Regions from separate parts of the Zea mays genome. Here region 1 is linked to region 2. A link is a contact called in public Hi-C data. All regions are on one chromosome and are shown on one strand. The core of a region is the stretch at or near the end of the contact, and the rest is flanking DNA. Distances in the headings are between cores, read along the strand shown. Region 1 has its middle 11 kb from the start of LOC103631172. Region 2 holds the start of LOC100383412.

Evidence for each region. A called contact is a pair of places that touch in the nucleus more often than the background predicts.
Region 1: a Hi-C map of bundle sheath shows a contact between it and region 2, with 5 times the contacts expected there. The contact joins the enhancer-like site here to the promoter of LOC100383412 in region 2. A contact is called at or near these places in 7 of 25 Hi-C or Micro-C datasets (bundle sheath, ear, endosperm and 2 more).

Annotation. Positions count from the first base shown.
Region 1 is chr6:91,234,233-91,238,438 of Zm-B73-REFERENCE-NAM-5.0, reverse strand. No RefSeq gene overlaps it. Among protein-coding and RNA genes, the nearest start is that of LOC103631172, 11 kb to the left of the region's middle. Within about 2 kb of position 2,303, at least 5 of the 20 cell types and tissues checked have an H3K27ac peak or open chromatin away from gene starts, as enhancers often do. A contact at or near this core is called in bundle sheath, where this site is marked.
Region 2 is chr6:91,058,770-91,063,245 of Zm-B73-REFERENCE-NAM-5.0, reverse strand. It overlaps LOC100383412, which reads left to right and starts at 3,131. Exons shown (of 8, transcript NM_001176065.1): 1 at 3,131-4,138; 2 at 4,467-4,476. The coding sequence starts at 3,206.

The sequences.
Region 1 (4,206 bases), core at 1,054-3,553, 180 kb before region 2:
GCACATGGGTGGTGGAGGCGGCTTGAGGCCACAATGGATGGTAGAGGTCGGAGATGTTGGGCGGGGTGTAGGAGAGGGGCAAGACTAGAAGTCTAGGAGTAGGGGAGAATGGAGCTAGTTTTTTTTTTCTCTAGCTTCTCCATAAAAAATGGCTTCGATTTTTAGGTGCTCTTCGTTGAGAATTGTTTTTTAGCGAAAGGCTTTGGCCAAGGAGTCTTTCAAAACAAACTCTAATTTGGTCTGATATGTTTAGATATTTAGTTAGAAATATTAAATTTAGTATAATTATAAAATGGACGAGAATTAAACGATAATATGAACATATTAGGCTTAATTAGTTATAATTCGCCTATATGATGTTGCATTAAATATTTACTAACTAAAAATTAATTAGACTTTGTAACTTTTAGTCTTTTGGAATCTCATGTGGTGGGTATTCGATAAGCATAAAGTTCTAACAAATTATGTTATGCTCACCAAGGATATGTATGATAAGGTTGTGATACAAATGTTTTTTCGATTAAAATAGGACTACATCAAGGTTCAGCTTTGAGACCTTATTTATTTGCCTTAGTGATAGATGATGTTACGAGGGATATGCAAGGAGATATCCCTTGGTGTATGTGTTTTGCTGACGATGTAGTTCTAGTAAATGAAAGCCGGGAAGGAGTAAATAGAAAGCTAGAGTTATGGCGTCAGACCCTAGAGTCAAAAGGATTTAGAATTAGCAGGACCAAAACCGAGTATATGAGATGTGACTTTGGACTACAATTAGTGAGGATGGAGATGTAAGTTTGGGAGGCCAGGTAGTACCAAAGAAGGACAACTTCCATATTTGGGATCGATGCTACAGAGATATGGTGATATTGATGAAGATGTTAGCTATAGAATCAAAGCGGGGTAGATGAAATGGCGTCAAGATTGGGAGTCCTATGCGACAAGAGAGTGCCATAGATGTTGAAAGGCAAGTTCTACAGGACAGAGATTAGGCCTGCTATGTTATATGGGGCTGAGTGTTGGCCTACTAAGACGCGACATATCCAACAACTAAGTGTCGCAGAGATGCGTATGCTGCGTTGGATATGTGTGCACACAAGATTAGACCGAGTGAGAAACGATGACATACGCGATCGGCTAGGAGTAGCGCCAATTGAAGAAAAACTTATTCAACACCGGTTGAGATGGTTTGGGCATGTCCACCGGAGACCCAGAGGCACCGGTTCATAGAGGCATCATAAGATGGGACAATAATGTGAAGAGAGGTAGAGGTCGATCAAACTTGACATGGGAGGAGGCAATAAAAAAGGACTTGAAGGAATGAAATATCCCAATGAAGTTGTGTTTGGATAGAAGTGCTTAGAAAGAAGCTATCCACGTGCCTGAACCGTGATTAGACCTTTTTTCCTTTTAGTGCTGTCAAAAACTTTTTCCTTCCCTTTTCCCTCTCTGTCTTCTTTTGGTGACATCTTGTTGGGTTTCAAATCTAGCCTACCCAACTTGCTTGGGACTAAAAGGCTACGTTGATGTTGTTGATGATGTAATTTTTAGTCTTTAATTTATATAAATGTTTTTGTAATTCTTCACTATATTAAAACACCATTTTCCTTGAATTGAACCATTATTTAAATAGTAAAAGCTAAAAATTATGTATAAACACCTTTATTGTGCTCCCCATATTTAAATAGTAAAAGCTAAAATTATGTATAAACACCGAATTGAACCATGATTGTTATCTCTAAACTTATATTCACACCCACCTACCCAACAGAACACACTTGTCTTTGTGTTGTATATATTCTATACTTAAACATAAATGGAAATCATAATAATGTAAATACACTTTGCTAGTAGATTATAAGCATTTAATGTGATAAGGACTAAAAGCCCCCCATGAAAGCAGATTATGGGTGTGTTTGGTTTGGCCTTTGACTTTGTTTTTTGTCCCCTAAAAGCCAAAAGACAACCAAAGGGCTTGATCGAGAAAGCAAATTTTTTTCTCTAAAAAGTCGACTTTCTCACAGTGTAAAACTGAAAGCATCTCTGTACCTGCTTTTAATAGTTTTCTGATGGAACTGTAAAAATATATATGAAAAAACTTTTAGCGGCTTTTAGTGGTTTGCACCGAACGATTTTTAGTTTTTTAATAGCTCACAGGTCGCAACCATTTTTTTTTCACAGCTCATAGATCATAGCAACTTTTTTACGGCCACAACCCGACCAAAGAGGCACATATAAGCTTCCAATGTGACAAGGGCTAAAAGCCCCTCGTGAAAGCGGGAGGCGGAAAGGTAGTACAATACATTCATATTCACATGGTGTCGTGTCACCGTCACCGCCTGCGCTTCGAGAGACTATTCTCCTCTCGCTTGCCTTCCATTTGCTTCGGGCCACCTCAAATCAAGCTAGCGCGGCTCAACTGCCATCCACCTCCTATCCCAGATCCTCCACCCTAGGCATGGCCACCGCCTTCGAGTCCCCGACCTCCTCCCCCGACGCTGCCGCGCGCTTCCACAGTGTTAGCGTCGTGCGGATGCTTCTAGAGTAATGGTAGAATAGCGTCGTGCGGATGCTTCTAGAGTAATGCTTCCATATTGGACCATTGAATCTTCACTTGAGATATGAGTTCGCCTCCACGTGTGATCATCTGGCGCTCGAGAATTTTGAGCGAAACCTGTAAAGCATGATTAGCCAGTGGTAGGTGAGGTACCAGTACCTGATCGCGGCCCACAACACGTTTCAACTGAGACACATGAAACACCGGATGGATATTGCTGGATGCACGTAATTGCAAGCGGTAGGCCAATGCTCCCACACGCTCCGCAATTTTGTACGAACCAAAAAACTTGAAGGAGAGATTGTAGTTGGAACGAGAAGCAACCGTTGACTGGATGTATGGTTGCAGTTTAAGATAGACTGAATTGCCAACTAAGAATGAACGTTAGATCAGTGCTTGTCTGCCTGCCGTTTCATGCGCTCTTGTGCCTGATTTAGGTGGAGTTTGATCACCTTGGTCATTACTTCACGTTCTTGTAACCACAAAACCAAATCTGGGACAACGATATCAACATCCATAGCAATACCAAGGTGTCTAGGTGCATACCCATAGAGTACTTCAAAGGGAGTGTGGCCAAGTGCTGATTGATAGTTGGTATTGTACCAGTACTCGGCTACTAAAGTCCACTGCGACTACTTGGTAGGACATGTGTGCACAAAGCATCTCAGAAAGGTTTCTAAGCATTGGTAGGCAGAGGACAGATTTAGTTGAGCGCCTGTAAGCTGAAAGAGTATCTTCCAAAAATTGCTGGTGAAGATTCTATCACGATTAGACACAATGAAGTGAGGCAAGCCATGGAGTTTCTAGACATTGTCCAAAAACACCTTTGCTACCTTGGCTGATGTGAAGGGGTGTAAAGAGGTAGGAAATGTCCATATTTAGAGAACTTATCGTCCACCACTAAGATGCAGTTACCTGTCCAGAGCGTGGCAAATCCTTGATGAAATCCAATGAGATTGTATGCCATGCTTGAGGTGGAACATGAAGTGGTTGGATAAGTCCATGACACTTAGCATGATCTGGCTTAGCCTGCTGACAGATAGCGCATGACTGAACATATGAGTGGACCACCGCTTTCATACTAGGCCAATGAAAACGTTGCTTCAGACGCCGATACGTCACAGGTACCCCTGAATGCCCCTCGAGAGCTGAATCATGCAGTGCCCGAAGAACTTTGTGTTGTAAAGAGGTATTGCCTTCCAACCAGATACGCCCTTTGTAACGGATGACACTACTAGTCAAAGAATAGTGTCCCCAGTGACCTGAATTGAGACCGAGTTTGGCGAATAACTCTTGAGCCACTAGATTATCAACATAGCCTGCACTACCTCCTGTAACCAAGTAGGTGTGCACTGAGAAACCGACAGACAATGCGATATTGCAATCCATAAAGTTTAGTGTCACACCCAGATTTAAGAGCAAACCCAGATACGTCTCAAATGTGTGCTAAGATCAAGTCTCACACATATGATGACTCATGGTATAGAAGTCAATGTCACATCTTTATTACATAATAGGGGTACAATACACAAATAACTAAATAGATTACATCATATGATGGCAACGATTCTCCGCAACTATAATCGACTAGGAGACGACGACCTAGACCTCTTCGAACTCATCGTAGCATCCTTCATGCTTCTTATCTTTGC
Region 2 (4,476 bases), core at 1,882-4,381:
CCAAGTTATCGCCGAATTCCAAACCCTTCGGGTGTTTGCAACTGCCTCGTCCGATACATCCGGTCTTTGACGGCGCTTAACTCGGACGTTGGTCCCCGTTAACTTGGGTCGGGCTATCTGGGTTGGCCCTATCCTACAAATCCATCTCGTAGGATGACTCGATAGAAAGCCTATCAGGCGGCCCATGATATGTTTTAGTGCCCATGAGGACTCGGGGGATATCTATCCCCCACAACCACCACTAAAAATCGATTTCTAGTAGCGGTTTTCTTAAAGAACCGCACTAGAAATCATTTTTATCCTTAATTTTTCGAGTTTTTTCAAACGAACATGGTGAGTTATAGTTGGCTGCTAGTCCCTACCGTGCGTTTTTAATCTTCATGTGCTTAATAAACCGTGTATTTCAAGTTTTAACGCGTGCTGGTGTGTAGTACCGGTGATTTCAAGTCAACGAGAGTCACGTGTTTATCCCACCTGGTTTCATGTTGGTGGTTAGATCAGCTAAGGTCTTGTTCGTTTGTGCCGGATTGGTGGGTCGGAACGATTCCTAACCGGATTGCTTCTCTAATTTATATAAACTTTGATTAGCTGGAACGATTCCAGGTGCAATCTGATACAAACGAACAAGGCATAAGGGATGTTTTATTTCTTTATCAATGTGTTCTTTCTTAAGAAGAGTAAAAACTCATAAAAAAGTAATACATAAAATAAGCACATACAAGTTCATGCAAGAGAACCGATACAATACATTTGCTTGATCTTCTCGGATAGAGCTACGTGCTTGATACTGTTGTAGTTAAGACCTCTTAATTAGAATATGAGAACAGAATACACAAGGAAACAAGAGAGTATAGATGAAGGTGTTTCTTTATCTCTACGGGTAGCTTCTCTGTTGAGGACATCCTCTCATTTATAGATAAAAGCTAGGATTTCAGATATATGGAAGGGTTTTCTTAACAACTATATCCCAAAGATGGCCAACAACGTCCTTCTTCTGGACCACCACCCTAGGAGCAAACAAGTGCGTCCAAATCAAGGTAAAATTATTCATAACTGAGGTCGAACCTTGATTATTGATTTCATATTTAACGTCTACCTAACTAACAAAACATACATATTTTTATGTTTTATTTAAAAAAGCATATCCATATGATATATAGAAACTATAACAATGCACGGTTATCTGACTAATACATATACAAGGTTAAGATCATGAAAGCGGAGTTTCACAACCAATGATGATCGTCGAAATAAGTTGGTGTTCAAAATCTATCAAGATGTGGTAGAGATGGCAATGGGTAAATACCCACCGGGTATTACTATCCCATACCCATACCCACGACAAAAAATAACCTTATCGGGTCACCCATATACACTGGTGGGTATGTATTTACCCCCATACTCATACCCATGTGGGTAGGGGTCACCCATATGGTCACCGGTAACCACAAAAATTAAACATCTATCAAAATATTATATTATACAAATGTCAAGTATATCCATCTAAATACCATTACAAAATTTCTAGCATTATTTAACTGTCCATTCAACACACCAAAGATAATTGGATAAAGTAGTAACATTAGGACAGTACTACATAGCACACTATATTTTCCATTACATGGTCATTAAATTGTCGTTGAGTCTTTTATGACATTATGACCTAAAATGTTGTTAAATAGTAAAAAAGATAGATGACTAAAGTCCAAGTTCATGCTTGGGCTAAGTTTATATTGGGTATTTTATATCCACAGGTTAACGGGTACGTGTGAAGGTGGAACATTTTAATACTCGTTTACCCATTGGGTGAAGATTTTTGCCCAATAACAGACCCACATGTAGAATATTTAGCCCACATACATACCCTAATAGAGTAAATACCCATCGGGTTAACGAGTATGGGTGAAGGTGGAACATTTTAATACCCGTTTACCCATTGGGTGAAGATTTTGTCCAATAACAGACCCACGAGTAGAATATTTAGCCCATATATATACCTAATAGAGTAAATATCCATCGGGTATCGGGTCGCGGGTACCCATTGCCATCACTAAGATGTGGTATTACCATCTTTTGAGCCTTGTAACATAATGGTATGTGAAAGCTAGAAGTGCGTTCGACTCGCCAAAATAGTTGAATCTATAGAGATAAAATACTATCCAAGCTGTAGCCATAGTTGGATTAAAGTCACATCGAAGCCATGTATTCTGCTCCGTCAACGATAATTATTTTAATGTGGCCCATCCCTATCAAATGTGGATAAAAAGTCAGAACAAAGAGTAGTTTTTCCATAAAAATAAATAAACCCAAATGGAAAGAGAAGGCGACCGACCGTCCATTGCATTCCCATCTTACTTTTTCTTTCCTTCTTTCTCACCAAACAAAACCAAACCAAAAACCGATGGAATGAAAAGTCGTATTCCATTCAGTTTTTGTCTACTAACTAGGGTTTGCCGCGGATCCGGTCCCTCCTCCACTAACATAAGTCGCCATCCCCGCCGCTGCAGTTCGAGCTCCGACCGGTCCCACGCCGGATCTACCCGGTGTCGTCCTCGACTTTCGCCGTTAGTCCCCTCAAGGAAAGGAAAGAAGGAGAGGGATGACGTGGTTCCGCGCCGCATCGGGTGCCGCCCGCCTCGCCCTCCGCCGCAGCCTCGCCACCCGCACGCCGCCAGCCGCCGCCACCCGATGCGGCCGCTGCTTCCACTCCACCGCTATGCGTCCCCGCTCCGCCGCCCCCGTGCCCCGGGCCGTCCCGCTCTCGCGCCTCTCTGACAGCTTCCTCGACGGTACCAGCAGCGTCTACCTCGAGGAGCTCCAGCGGACCTGGGAGGCTGACCCTTCCTCCGTCGACGAGTCATGGGACAACTTCTTCCGCAACTTCGTCGCCCAGGCCTCTCCTTCCGCCGGCGTCTCCGGCCAGACCATCCAGGAGAGCATGCAGCTCCTCCTCCTCGTCAGGGCCTACCAAGTCAACGGCCACATGATGGCCAAGCTCGACCCCCTGGGCCTCGACGACAGAGCCGTCCCCGAAGATCTCCGCCTCGGCCTCTACGGCTTCACAGAGGCCGACCTCGATAGGGAGTTCTTCCTCGGCGTCTGGAGGATGTCCGGTTTTCTCTCCGAGAACCGCCCCGTGCTCACACTCCGTGAGATCCTCAACAAGCTCCAGCAGGCATACTGTGGACCCATCGGCTACGAGTACATGCACATCCCTGATAGAGACAAGTGCAACTGGCTCAGGGAAAAGATCGAGACTGCCAAGCCCAAGGAATATAACAAGGACCGCCGCCTTGTCATGCTTGACAGGCTTATCTGGAGCACCCAGTTTGAGAATTTCCTAGCCACCAAGTGGGCCACCGCCAAGAGGTTTGGCCTTGAGGGTGGTGAGACGCTCATCCCTGGCATGAAGGAGATGTTCGATAGGGCTGCTGACCTCGGTGTTGAGAACATTGTCATCGGTATGCCGCATAGGGGAAGGCTCAATGTCCTTGGTAATGTCGTTCGCAAGCCACTGTCTCAGATATTCAGCGAGTTCACTGGCGGCACAAGGCCTGTTGAAGGCGAAGATGGTCTCTACACCGGAACTGGTGATGTCAAGTACCACCTGGGTACCTCCTATGATCGCCCAACTCGAGGCGGCAACAGGATCCATTTGTCCTTGGTTGCCAATCCCAGCCATCTGGAAGCCGTTGATCCTGTTGTCATTGGCAAGACGCGTGCTAAGCAGTTCTACTCCAATGATGCTGACAGGACAAAGAACATGGGTATTCTGATCCACGGAGATGGCAGCTTTGCTGGCCAGGGTGTGGTCTATGAGACACTCCATCTAAGTGCCCTCCCAAACTACACTACTGGTGGAACCATTCATATTGTTGTCAATAACCAAGTTGCCTTTACGACTGATCCAAGAGCTGGCAGGTCCTCCCAGTACTGCACAGATGTTGCCAAAGCCCTGAATGCTCCTATATTCCATGTAAATGGCGACGATTTAGAGGCTGTTGTTTGTGTTTGTGAGCTTGCAGCGGAGTGGCGCCAGACTTTCCACTCCGATGTGGTGGTTGATCTGATTTGCTACCGCCGTTTCGGGCATAACGAAATTGATGAACCTTCCTTCACACAGCCAAAAATGTATCAGGTAACCCTATCACTACTGGTTCATATTGTTTTTGTATGTTATTTTTACATTTTCTCATAAGTTGGTACTTGACACATTTGCAGCTCTTAATTCATTCTTGTTTTTTATAAGCTGGCTGCGCTTGTGCATATATTTCTGCTAACTCATTGTCCAATTTCTTATGCTGTTCTGTTTTGTTGTTTCTTGGAGGAAAGCTAATTAAGTTGGTTGTTTTAGAACTAACAAAAGAAATAAAAACATATTTTGTTCTCTCTATCTCCCCCCTCCATTCTCAATGTGTTTAGCGCGTTGCTGAACCCTGATGACCGATGAGCATTATCTGTGACAGGTCATTAAGA